Regions from separate parts of the Salmo salar genome. Here region 1 is linked to region 2. Evidence: chromatin contacts called from public Hi-C data. All regions are on one chromosome and are shown on one strand. Each heading gives the region's core, a stretch centred on a gene start, on an enhancer-like site or on the middle of the called end of the contact. The rest is flanking DNA. Distances are from core to core; before and after follow the strand shown. Region 1 holds the start of LOC106613080 (28S ribosomal protein S23, mitochondrial). Region 2 holds the start of LOC106613081 (RNA-binding protein Musashi homolog 2).

The links. Hi-C and Micro-C count contacts between places; a contact is called where the count stands out from the background.
Region 1: a Hi-C map of muscle shows a contact between it and region 2, with 11 times the contacts expected there. The contact joins the promoter of LOC106613080 here to the promoter of LOC106613081 in region 2. A contact is called at or near these places in 2 of 3 Hi-C or Micro-C datasets (gill and muscle).

Annotation. Positions count from the first base shown.
Region 1 is chrssa09:138,473,533-138,480,433 of Ssal_v3.1, forward strand. LOC106613080 (28S ribosomal protein S23, mitochondrial) reads right to left here and starts at 3,935. Exons shown (of 5, transcript XM_014214978.2): 1 at 3,844-3,935; 2 at 3,201-3,380; 3 at 3,022-3,099; 4 at 2,741-2,864; 5 at 1-2,598. The coding sequence starts at 3,367. The coding sequence ends at 2,461.
Region 2 is chrssa09:138,105,136-138,111,789 of Ssal_v3.1, forward strand. LOC106613081 (RNA-binding protein Musashi homolog 2) reads left to right here and starts at 2,177. Exons shown (of 14, transcript XM_045724688.1): 1 at 2,177-2,394; 2 at 2,727-2,767; 3 at 3,060-3,141; 4 at 3,703-3,787. The coding sequence starts at 2,330.

The sequences.
Region 1 (6,901 bases), core at 2,685-5,184, 370 kb after region 2:
GCTCATCACATTTCTCCACCTGGAACTTACAAACATACAACACATACAAAAAGCATGTCAGAATATTCAGCAGGCTACATGCTCACCCACCCCTCTACAGAAACTATACTTAACAAAAATATAGACGCAACATGTAAAAAGTGTTGGTCCCATGTTTCATGAGCTGAAATAAAAGATTGCAGAAACCTTTCAAATGCACAAAGCTTATTTCCCTGTTAGTGAGCAATTCTCCTTTGCCTAAGATAATTCAGCCACCTGACAGGTGTGGCATATCAAGAAGCTGATTAAAAAGCATGATCATTACACAGGTGCACCTTGAACTGGGAGAGAATATAAGGCCACTAAAATGTGCAGTTTTGTCACAAAACAATGCCACATACGTCTCAAGTTGAGGGAGCATGCAATTGGCATGCTGACTGCAGGAATATCCAACAGAGCTGTTGCCAGAAAATGTAAGCCTCCAACACCGTTTTAGAGAATTCGGCAGTACATCCAACCTGCCTCACAGAGACCACGTGCAACCTCGCCTGCCGAGGACCTCCACATCCGGTTTCTTCACCTACGGGATAATCTGAGGAGGGGGTGTGGTTCTGAGGAGTACTTCTGTGTGTAACAAAGCCCTTTGTGGGGAAAAACTCATTCTGATTGGCTGGGACTGGCTCTGAAATGGCCATTGCCCATTCATGTGAAATCCATAAATTAGGGCCTAATGAATTTATTTCAATTGACTTATTTCCTTCTATGAACTGTAACAGTAAAATATTTGAAATTGTTTAGTTTCGTTCAGTATATATTATTTAACACTTAAAATAAGATAAAAGGAAAACAGTGCAAAATCAACACCTTTAAGGATTGCGTCAAGCCACAGGTTGCCAACACACCCCACTGAGTGTCCGTTTCTCCCCTCAGCCTGTGGACACGGCAGACAGACAAGGATTGTTCGTCTCATTCCCAACCTGACTCGCTCCCTCCTCTACATCTCTCCCCAATTCTATCCCTCCCTCCTGTTCATTAGGCCCTCAGACCGTCTTGCCATCCTGCCGCCACAGAATTGCTTTCGCTTTGACTGTGTGCAGACAATCACCCATTCCATTATGGTGTTGATATCATTTCTCCTCTCTGTGCGAGCGCAGAATAGACTGTGAGATGGACAGTTTTCCCTTTCGATAAACAGAAAGACAGCTGATAATGAGAAATGCCTCCAAGGTCATCTTTTTGAAAAGACGATGGAGGAAAGAGAAGGGGGAACTGTGGTACTGTGAAAACGCTCATGGATGCTAGCTTTTTCCAGAGCAAATAACTCCGACCAGTGCTGTTCCACATCAAAGCCAAGGCTCTAGATATAAGCCCTCTTTAGATTTATTTTCAAATGGCAGTTGAACTGCAGGGCTGCTAGGTCATATAGCGGATCAATGCCTCTACAAGTGGTGAGAACAGGAAGAAGGATGATTATCCTGATTAGAGAGAAGAGAAAGGGTAACCTGCAGAAGTTCTAATAACTGGTTACTGTTTAATGTTATTCTGGTAGTTTGAGATACATATTGAAAAATACATATATGCCAAGATAATGTTCAGAACAGGATGCAATGTTGGTGCGGTGCTTATTTGAATTGTAGCAGTAGACACTAACCTAAAATATAGTTTAATTATCAGTGTATAGGTGTTGATGTCAAACCTTTCCTATCTGGTGGAATACCTTCCACAGATTTGACCTTGCATTTATTTTAATATGGCACCTGTGATGCTTCTTTACTCACATTCTCATCCCCAGTCGGCTGATGTGGTTATGTGATCAGTGGTATTTCTCTGTGAAGCAATACGGCATTAATATCGCCATTTCATCCCAGATGCTCAGGCAGGCAGGCACTGTCGAATTACACTGTCACAGCAGCAAATGGAGAATGCAATATCAACTCTCACTCACAGCTTGCTTGTCTTGCATGAATGTTCTGCAGCGTGACTGAAACATAACAGAGGATGAATGGCAGAGGAAAAAAGGAAAATAGGCCACATTCTAGAATATAGAGTTACTTTACCCATCACTCACAATGCTAATTGATCATCATCATCTCATATCAACAGGCGTGGCCTGTCGAAAGTCTGAAAACACACTGCAACGTAACCAGTTGGACGTACAGTGCATGTAGACACACACAATATACATTTACAGCCGTATGCATAACATCAATCTTACAAGTTTCCAGCCCAAAAATGTACAATAACTTGACTCCTACACACCACCACACAAAACCCTGCAGTCAAGATGGACGGTCGTGAAAGCTGCCCAGGCCCACCCATAACAAGAAGTCTTTCTTGTTAATCCACATTGTTCAGAAAGTCTGGACTGAGGAGTATGTCTAGTGTTGGACAGATACTGAAAGTCCCCTTTTTATAGTCAGTGGAGGTGGATGGTTGGTTCCACCTAGGTGAAGAGTGTGGTTGAAGCCATGTTGCAGAGGCCTACTGTGGAGTCACTGGTGCTTGTGTTGGCTTCTCTTCTCCTGGTGTCTGTGTTCCGCCAGGTGCATCTGCCTGCTGTTCCGCCAGCATGTCTGTCAGCTTCATGCCCAACACTGGATTCCTGGTCTCTGACGCCACCTGCAGGCCAAGCGGCAAAAGTGCAGCCAGTCAGTTTAACAGAAGGTCTCATGATTGTAAGCGATTAGTACTATACAGTATTTGGGAAAAGGGCAGACAGCATTACAATTAATAAGTTGTATCATTTGAACAGTCTACTCACCGCAGGAGTACCCCTCCTCCTCAACACCAAGCCCTCAGCAAGGAGAGCCTTCCCAGTCTCCTCAAACAGAGACTGTTTCTCCAGCTCTCCCTGGCTCTCGAACTCTGTGTACTTCTCCACAAACCTACAAAAAGGAAGAAAAAAAAACACACGTGTGTGTATGTATGTATGTATATATAAAATAATCGAATTGCAGTAGTTAGGATCCAGCATTACAGACATGTGGAATCCCAAAACTTAACAAACCAACAATGTGATTAATTGTGAAAATCTGCCCATACCTTTGGCATGTTGAAACAAAGCTGGATTTGGAGAGATCAAAAACTCTGGGCCCTGTTCCATACATCTCGTAAAATTTCCTGGAAGAGAGTCTGGTGCTGATCAACAAATTGACATTTCCATCCCTAACAGCTTTTGAATGACAGTAAAAAGTTTAAGGTAAACAGTTTAATTAGCTTACGCTCTGATTTCATCCTCTCTGTAGAAGATGTTTGGCACAGCCTCTTCTTTCTTCCCATATATCTTGGCCACTGGTCTGACATAAAGTGGGTCCTTCATGGGTGGAAAGGTCTTGTATACATCATACCAAATGGGCTTGTCAGACTGTTTGACAACTCCAGAACGCATAAGATCTCTGACTCTGAAAAAGAAACCAGTGAGCCATCAGCAAAAACGTGAACAATGGAGCAAATGCATCCCATGCACTCTCAATTTATCAATTGCAAAGAGCTAGCTAACGTTAGCATTCATTTATATTATGCGGAACCATAGGCTAGATAGCATTGGCTACAAGTTGCAGAAAAGTCACTCAACCATCAAAGAAAATTGTTTCTACCTAACATTAGCTAGATAGCAAACTCTAAAGGGTCTACAAAACTAGATGGTATCCTCCAGTAACCTTGACACCAAAATTATGCTGGCTAATATTAGCAACACGACATTTGAACCTACCGCGTGAACACGGTTCCGAATTTTTCAAGTCGACTTCCTGCCATAATTGACTTGAATTTAACTACACTATGCGTGTAAAATGCCGCTAGGTAATTATACAGTAAACTCTAAGATCATAGTTAGCAACCACCAACTACAGAGCCTATTTTCACCAGCATGGACGACCACCACTTCCGCATGTAATTTCTGCAGGGATAAACTGCACCGAAAGCGAACTGTAAAAACATGGGGCGGGTTCCAGATCGTCTGCATTTTAAGCGCTGCGGTCACTGACACTCTGAACAAGAGGCTTTCAATAAGGCATCAACTACAGTCCGTGGCGACCCGTCATTCAGGGCAGGTGGAGCCCCACCTGTTTAGCAAAATTATTATGCCTGTTTTGCATGTTATTTCGGCATTAACACGTGTCACATATCAGTTTGCAAAAAATATATATATACTGCTCAAAAAAATAAAGGGAACACTTAAACAACATATCCTAGATCTGAATGAAAGAAATCATCTTATTAAATACTTTTTTCTTTACATAGTTGAATGTGCTGACAACAAAATCACACAAAAATAATCAATGGAAATCCAATTTATCAACCCATGGAGGTCTGGATTTGGAGTCACACTCAAAATTAAAGTGGAAAACCACACTACAGGCTGATCCAACTTTGATGTAATGTCCTTAAAACAAGTCAAAATGAGGCTCAGTAGTGTGTGTGGCCTCCACGTGCCTGTATGACCTCCCTACAACGCCTGGGCATGCTCCTGATGAGGTGGCGGATGGTCTCCTGAGGGATCTCCTCCCAGACCTGGACTAAAGCATCCGCCAACTCCTGGACAGTCTGTGGTGCAACGTGACGTTGGTGGATGGAGCGAGACATGATGTCCCAGATGTGCTCAATTGGATTCCGGTCTGGGGAACGGGCGGGCCAGTCCATAGCATCAATGCCTTCCTCTTGCAGGAACTGCTGACACACTCCAGCCACATGAGGTCTAGCATTGTCTTGCATTAGGAGGAACCCAGGGCCAACCGCACCAGCATATGGTCTCACAAGGGGTCTGAGGATCTCATCTCGGTACCTAATGGCAGTCAGGCTACCTCTGGCGAGCACATGGAGGGCTGTGCGGCCCCCCCAAAGAAATGCCACCCCACACCATGACTGACCTACCGCCAAACCGGTCATGCTGGAGGATGTTGCAGGCAGCAGAACGTTCTCCACGACGTCTCCAGACTCTGTCACGTCTGTCACGTGCTCAGTGTGAACCTGCTTTCATCTGTGAAAAGCACAGTGGCGAATTTGCCAATTTTGGTGTTCTCTGGCAAATGCCAAACGTCCTGCACAGTGTTGGGCTGTAAGCACAACCCCCACCTGTGGACGTCGGGCCCTCATACCACCCTCATGGAGTCTGTTTCTGACCGTTTGAGCAGACACATGCACATTTGTGGCCTGCTGGAGGTCATTTTGCAGGGCTCTGGCAGTGCTTCTCCTGCTCCTCCTTGCACAAAGGGTGAGGTAGCGGTCCTGCTGCTGGGTTGTTGCCCTCCTACGGCCTCCTCCACGTCTCCTGATGTACTGGCCTGTCTCCTGGTAGCGCCTCCATGCTCTGGACACTACGCTGACAGACACAGCAAACCTTCTTGCCACAGCTCGCATTGATGTGCCATCCTGGATGAGCTGCACTACCTGAGCCACTTGTGTGGGTTGTAGACTCCGTCTCATGCTACCACTAGAGTGAAAGCACCGCCAGCATTCAAAAGTGACCAAAACATCAGCCAGGAAGCATAGGAACTGAGAAGTGGTCTGTGGTCCCCACCTGCAGAACCACTCCTTTATTGGGGGTGTCTTGCTAATTGCCTATAATTTCCACCTGTTGTCTATTCCATTTGCACAACAGCATGTGAAATTTATTGTCAGTCAGTGTTGCTTCCTAAGTGGACAGTTTGATTTCACAGAAGTGTGATTGACTTGGAGTTACATTGTGTTGTTTAAGTGTTCCCTTTATTTTTTTGAGCAGTGTATAAAGCCGCATACAAACAGGGTCTCTTTTTTGCTTTCTTGAGTAAGGCAGATCCAAAATGCTGGTGTTTTAGCCTAGCTCAGTGCTTTCTGTGGCGATGGGGCGGCCAGCAGAAAACAGTGTAGGGGTTGGTAATGTTCTCTAGTTGCGCCGTGATTGGCTCAGTGTTCTGTCACTCATGGGGACACTAGTCACCGCAAAATCTACTGTACAAGGAGAGCTCGAAAATTCAAGCCCCTTGGGCGCTGCCATAGAGTTACATTAGACGTGCCCATCCAAGAAGGGTCAAGGTCATTGGCAAGAGAATAAATTCAAATCACGTTATATCTACCGTAGCTTTGATTGGACTGATCATGTCAACATCATACTTTCAAAATCTTAGCTAGCAAGAAAGCTGTCTTCATCATGAATCAAGTCGACAATCTACTGGCAAATCCTTTTCAATTCTTGTCATATGAAGAGAAATTATGAAAATAGATGACAGATAAAGCGTATCGGTGCTCATTGGCCATTGGACATAAACATTACACAACAAGTTGGAAATCTCAAATTCAACAATGAGTGATTTTGAAGGAATCAGTGGCTAACTGCAACCACTAGCCTGCTATTCAGTGGAGTGGGTGTGTGGTCCAACTCTATGTTTAAGGGTCTCTTTTCCAAGCTTAAATGCATAAACATTCAACATTGGTAATGATATGTATACTGTAGCTAAGAAAGTAATACTCAGTGTATGTTGTGAAGTAAGCTGTTAGTAGCCCATGTGCCTCACCCTAATAATTTGGTCCTTTTTCCCCTCATAATTCAGCCTACTGTTCTGAATTGGTATACAGGAAGTTTTACTGTAAGAACGGCCCATGTTCTGTATTCTGGCACTGTACATTTCAAAAGTGCTGAACAAATAGTTATATTGACTCCGTACGTCCTAGCTCTCTCATTAGTGACTTAATCTAAATTACAGATTGCCTCTTATCCGCTCGTCATCCCCTTATTCCATAGTTTGTACATCTCAATTGTCAGTAGAAACCACATTTGTTTAAGCAAGTCAGCCATATCCGCTTTGTTTTTTTAAAGGTAGTAAATGAGGCTGAATGAACTGTTTCGCTGTCAGACAAGGCTCCTCTTATAGCCAGGTGTAGCAGTGGTAAGGTGTTGGGCCTGCTGTTGGGACTCTGCTGTTGGGACAGCTTTATGTCGGCCCTA
Region 2 (6,654 bases), core at 927-3,426:
CAGATTAGGTTCCTAGATGGCAGATTGTACATTGTAACCTTTAAACCAAATAGTTTAAAATTAATTAAATAACATTACACTTAATGCATAAGAAAAGTGTAGTTGATAGATATCAAGATAAACGCTGTGTTTTATGATAAATGTAAGTAATATATGGCATATTGTTGTGGAAGTGACCATAGACTCCTACTATAATAAACGGAGCATGTGTGAAAATGAGAGGTCCTTTTAAAGATGTCAAATCACAGGTTGTTGATGGCTGGAGACATTTCTATACAGTGATAAACATTCAGTAGAGCTATACTGTCCTGACTCTCTCTTTTTTAATAACCCGATTATATTTTACAACAATGTTAGGGCTCTGTCTCCATTGTGTTATATCCTCTTGTCCTCTGGTCCTGTCCTCTTCCCACCTCTGTCCCTCATGTGGTTCTGGAAGTATTCTTAGGATGATTATTATGTTGCATGTTGTGAGGAGAGAACATCATTTGAGGAGAGGAAATGCTTTTTTTACCCACATGTAGCCATTTAATTGTGTGAAGGTTTATCAAATAGATATTTGGTATTTGGGCAGAACTTTATTTTATGATGCTTGTTTAATAATTGGATGATGCCCTAGCACCCTAAAGAACGTATGATTGTAATTTAGTACTGTTCTTGTTACTGTTAATGATATAATTATAAAATATTGTGTAGCTTGAATTACAGCAAGCTACGCTTAATTTAAAATGTCATTATAAACTTCATGAAAGTTAAATAGGCAAGAGAGGTGATGTTTTTTTGTGTGTGAAATTTGAAGATCATTTTTTCAATGAGCACTGTCTGCTCCAAAATGATTATGAAGCCATGGACCTAGATTTGAACATGTAGCTTTAATACTGACACCAACCTTGTCTTTCTGTGAGCAGCCTCAGATGCAGATGCAAACATGAATTCCAACAGGTGCAACCGAGTAAGCAGTCATTAGATTGTAAAGATGAAATGTCAACAACAACAAAAAGCTCCTCAGCAAATATTGTGTTTTTCTGTCTTGCCAACTGGAATCTATCCATCAACAATTAATTAATCCCTTAATGTCAATCATCTGCAATGAATACAAAATAACATTACACTGTCATCTAAATGATTGCGTGGGATGAACTATGATTTTGGTTGCAGCATAGGATTTTGTTGTGCTCTCACATTGAATTTCTGAGTAAAAAGTAACCAACTGCTATGGGAGGAAGAGGCCCAGCGGTGCCTCTCTCTGTGTAGTTAGCCAACAGTAAGACAGCTCCTAAGTGCTAGCTAGCCAGTGAGGTGAAACCGCAAGCCTTCACATGCCAATCAATCGGTCAGATTTAAGTCGGCTTGGCCAAGTCTTTGGCTTGATGTGTGCAGCCTTTATTTCATGTGGTTTGAAAGCTCTACTTAAGGGGGAAAAACATAAATAAAGAAGTGGGGAAACAAAAGAGTGATGACCTGTCAATGGGCCCTCTTCTTCCACCCCACTCTCTCTGTCTCTGTCTCTGTCTTTCTCACTCTCAGTCTCTTTCTTTCTTTCTTTCTTTCTTTCTATCTCTTATATGAAGTGAGATTTGTTAAGCTACCATCAAACTGCAGAGAACTGATCTGGTGTTTTATGTCAAATTCACAGATGTTACAGACGACTGAGTGGCCATCTGAAATATATTCCAGTATTATGATAATCTAGGAAATAGCCTATACCAGGTAAGGACACATACATTCTGTGTAAATGAATAGAACATGTTGTTAGCATGCTCAATCATTTTCCACCAAGTAACTTCACAGTTATGGTGGCATAGTAGAGAAAATGTTACCCTAAAATGGTTTAGCAAATCATATATAGGATTTATAGGATTTGCTACAGTAACATTATTGTTGTTAAATATTTAAATGTTACAGTAATGTAATTTTTTTGTAAATTTGTTTTTACGCACAACAAATCTAGTTAGCTACATCTGTATTTGGGTGGGGAAATGCTTAATGACGTCAATTGAATTGGTTAGGTGACGAGCCCTTACCCCGCCCCATGTGGGTCAAGGGAGGGAGGGAGAGAGAGAGGGAGGGAGGGAAAGAGAGAGGGAGGGAGGGAGGGAGGGAAAGAGAGAGGGAGGGAGGGAAAGAGAGAGGGAGGGAGGGGGGAAGAGAGAGGGGGGGGAGGGAGGAGAGGGGGGGGAGGGAGGAGAGGGGGGGAGGGGAGACACAGGCTGAGCTGATCCCACGTGTGACGCTTGCATTCCCGGCTCAGTAAAATTGTCTTTAGCGTGCTTCGGTGTAGCGTTGTGCCGCCTGTCTTCGTTAGTTACTGGCTATAGTTGGGTTAGCTATGGAGGGAGACGGGAGCCAAGCCACATCTGGAGGAAGCCCTAATGATTCGCAACACGACCCGGGGTAAGACTGGACAGCACTGACACTTTTATCGTTATAGCTACGTTGTATCAATATTGCACGGCTTATCAAAGCACTGACGTTGATGTTGCCTTCCGGATGCAGTCAACTACACCTTTGTTTGATTATATTAGCAAACGGCCTGCCCCCTTTTTCTATAGCAATAGCTCGCTGGGCTTGATAACTACAGCTCTCTTGCTGCTGCTCTGCCTACGTTTTGTTCGCTTTTTGTCGCTATATCAAGTAGTTAGCTAGAGCTAGCCAAGTAGTTAGCTACACGTCAAAATGGCCGATCTGACATCTGGACTCACTTCTGCTGTGTTTTCCCCTTACAGTAAAATGTTTATCGGTGGTCTCAGCTGGCAAACTTCACCAGGTAAGAAATTAATTTGTGGACTACAGTGTGGCATTGTCGGGTTGTGTTCTGTAGTAGCCGAGGCTGCCGGTGCTAGTTGCAACGTCTGATTTGTGTGTGTGTGTGTGTGTGTGTACCTACCTACTTCAGTGCGCGCAAGGTTATTTTTATTTGATATCATTTGAAGTCCTCTATTCGACCCCTATGTGCATACTAGTAGCTAGAGGCATTTAAAGCTCATACATATAGTATTTTCTATATTTGACAGAAGAATGAAAACGACCAGTAACCTCCGTTTGTGTTTCTTTTGCAGACAGCCTTAGAGACTATTTTACTAAATTCGGGGAAATCAGAGAGTGTATGGTGATGAGAGATCCAACGACAAAACGCTCCAGGTAATTAGCTAATATATCCCCCCCCTGTGTTTGCAATTGTATTAATTGTGGTTTTGCAGTGTCCTTATGATTACGCTAAATCAGTTAGCAAGCAAGCAGCCATTTATTTTTGTCGCACGTCGAGTTTTTACAAGCGATTGAATCAGCGCTTTGCAAAGGTAACGCAATTTGACATTGACCACCACTAAAGATAGAATACCTGCGGATCTATGAATATGCCTGAAATAATTAGATGTCACTTCATTCACATGATTCTTTGTGCAGCATTAAAAGGAAATGGCATTTTACATTTAAGAAATAATTGAAAATGAAAGGTAAACTATTTTCATATCAAGTAGCCTATGGGTACACCAACATAGGCAACTTTGGTAAATATTTGTTACAATGTAACATTTGGCTGCATTGTATATTTGTTAGGCTACAATGTAGCCTGGCATTTGGCTTTATTGTTTGTATCAATGTAACAGCTGTAGTTATACATACTGACTGATAGGCTGTTTGACCACTCTCCTGGCCACTGACTGACTCACTGATTACAATGTTTCTTGTTTATTTCCACAGGGGCTTCGGATTCGTTACTTACGTAGATGCTGCCAGTGTAGATAATGTCTTAGCTCAGCCACATCACGAATTAGACTCAAAAACGGTATGTCTCATCTCTTCTGTCACTTTTTTAAGTGTTTGTGCTTTTGTGACCCACCTGCCTGGCATGATTGACTATGTCGTATTGAATTGTGTCTTTTACGGAGTTGTGATATGTTATTTGAATTAGTCACACTCACAGCCACATGCACTTAAAGGCAATAAGTAGCCTAGCTAATTGTGTGTTCTGAGCATGCCCCCCCCCCTGATATGACAAGACCTTCTGCTAAACCTTTCTTTACCATTGAGTGCCATATTACATAAAGTAATTTGAGCACTGATGGCAACTGCAAAGCTTTCTGTCCGGCAACATCTGAGTGTTTTGAGATGGGGAGCATTTTATTGTTAAATCTGCATATTATATAAAGTGATTGTCATTCTGTATTTGTTTTCTGTGAAAATGAATTCCCAGCTGTCTTTATAGATTTTAGTTGGCTATATATACATTGTATGTTTTTGTTTCTTATGCACCGTATTCATGCATCAGGCATTTTCTGTTTACATAATGTAGTTCTAAATAAATGTGGTTTTTAAAAAGCACCCCACCTTGAGTTAGCTTTAATTTTTCATCCTCCCAAGTCTGTTGTCTGCATATTATCCACTTCCTCTGTCTGCATATTATCCACTTCCTCTGTCTGCATATTATCCACTTCCTCTGTCTGCATATTATCCACTTCCTCTGTCTGCATATTATCCACTTCCTCTGTCTGCATATTATCCACTTCCTCTGTCTGCATATTATCCACTTCCTCTGTCTGCATATTATCCACTTCCTCTGTCTGCATATTATCCACTTCCTCTGTCTGCATATTATCCACTTCCTCTGTCTGCATGTTATCCACTTCCTCTGTCTGCATGTTATCCACTTCCTCTGTCTGCATGTTATCCACTTCCTCTGTCTGCATGTTATCCACTTCCTCTGTCTGCACGTTATCCACTTCCTCTGTCTGCACGTTATCCACTTCCTCTGTCTGCACGTTATCCACTTCCTCTGTCTGCACGTTATCCACTTCCTCTGTCTGCACGTTATCCACTTCCTCTGTCTGCACGTTATCCACTTCCTCTGTCTGCACGTTATCCACTTCCTCTGTCTGCACGTTATCCACTTCCTCTGTCTGCACGTTATCCACTTCCTCTGTCTGCACGTTATCCACTTCTTCTGTCTGCACGTTATCCACTTCTTCTGTGTCTGCACGTTATCCACTTCCCATCTGTCTGCAAGTCTGCTAAATGCACACATTCCCACAACCTGACCCATTTTAAATAACAAGGTGCTATAGGAGGACTGCCTCATTGTCATGGCTGGAATGGAATAAATATAACGGTATCAAACATATGGCAACTACATGTTCCACTCCGTTCCATTCAAACCATTACAATGAGCCCATGCTATAGCTCCTCCCACCAGCCTTCTCTGATATTGGATAGCTTAAAACTGACACTTGAATTAAGTTTCATGTTTCTCTGAAGGTGAGAGTTGGTCAGAGTAATGCCTTGACTGCAAAAAATGGTATTGTGATGATTCGCCCTGCATTTAGTGTTTGATTTTCCAAATGGGTCAGTTTTCTTGTTCTTGCTGATTCTCGTGCTCCTCTATTGGCTAATATACATTTGATTGGGATGCCCCTGTGGCATTCTTTATGTAGCATGCAAATACCATGGTAGTTACATAGGCAGGTAGGTACATTGTAATGTGTGTGACCTGTTTGAAATGAGAATACACAGATTTTCTTTACATGCATTAATGGTACATTTGCACAACAAACTTAAATATGTTTGCAAAATAATTTCTAAATTTTTCATTTCACTTAACTCAATTTGTGAGTTCATAAAATCTAGGAAATTGTGCATGACACAAACATTACAGTAGTTGTAGGTTAAGTAATACTGTGTAGCTACACTGTAACTGCCTATGTAACTACCATGTAAAGATGTATGGTAATGTGGGACCAAAAATACTGATTCATTGTAAAGTCACACCGTACTCATGTTCTGAATGTGGTTGTTGTAGTGTATGCTCTAACTTAGCTGTGTGAGCGAGTGCTCAAAAGGCTCGTTCTTTAGGAGCGGTGGAGTGAATACAAGCAGCCTGTATTGTCCTCAAGGACTCACACACACTAACTGCTCTGACATTGCCAGAAGCTCTAGGTTTATGAAACAGATAGCTGAAGATGGAAAAGGAAATGCTGTAACTTTCCACATGTCACTTCTGGAAAACTACACTGATATTTTAAATGCGCATTTCTTTGTTAATGTATATTCAATGTATTTTGTAGCCTAATGAATTGTTTATAATACAGGGATATTTATGATTGCAGATTTAAATGTAATGTTGAGATGAATTAGTACACCTCTAGGAAGAACCTATTGATAAGGGGCCAATGTAAGTCTTGCTGAAAAGGGAAATCGGTACTTGAGAGGACATGCTGTTTCAGCCCAGCAAAGGAAGCGCACACACACACACACACACACACACACACACACACTCCCTAACTCTCAATGTGTACCTTAAAGTGTGCTTTGATGCTATCTCTCCCCTCTCCTTTCTGGACCTGCGTCTACATAGACTTATTTGAAAACGGCTAATGACATTATCCATGCATTAAGGTACCTAGAGTGGAGTCTTTAGAGCATCCACTGCTTGTGTGGTATAATGTAATAGAGGCAACATTGAGCTGCCAACTCACCTCTCTGTGCCTTGGGAGGTGTTCTACATTAAAGTGCTGAAGTGCAGTGTGAAATAGAGTCACATCTCACCTTAAAGGTCCAATGCAGCCATTTTTATCTCAATATCAAATCATTTCTGGGTAACAATTAAGTACTTTACTGTGATTATTTAAAAAAAAATGTGTTTAAAATAAACAATAATAG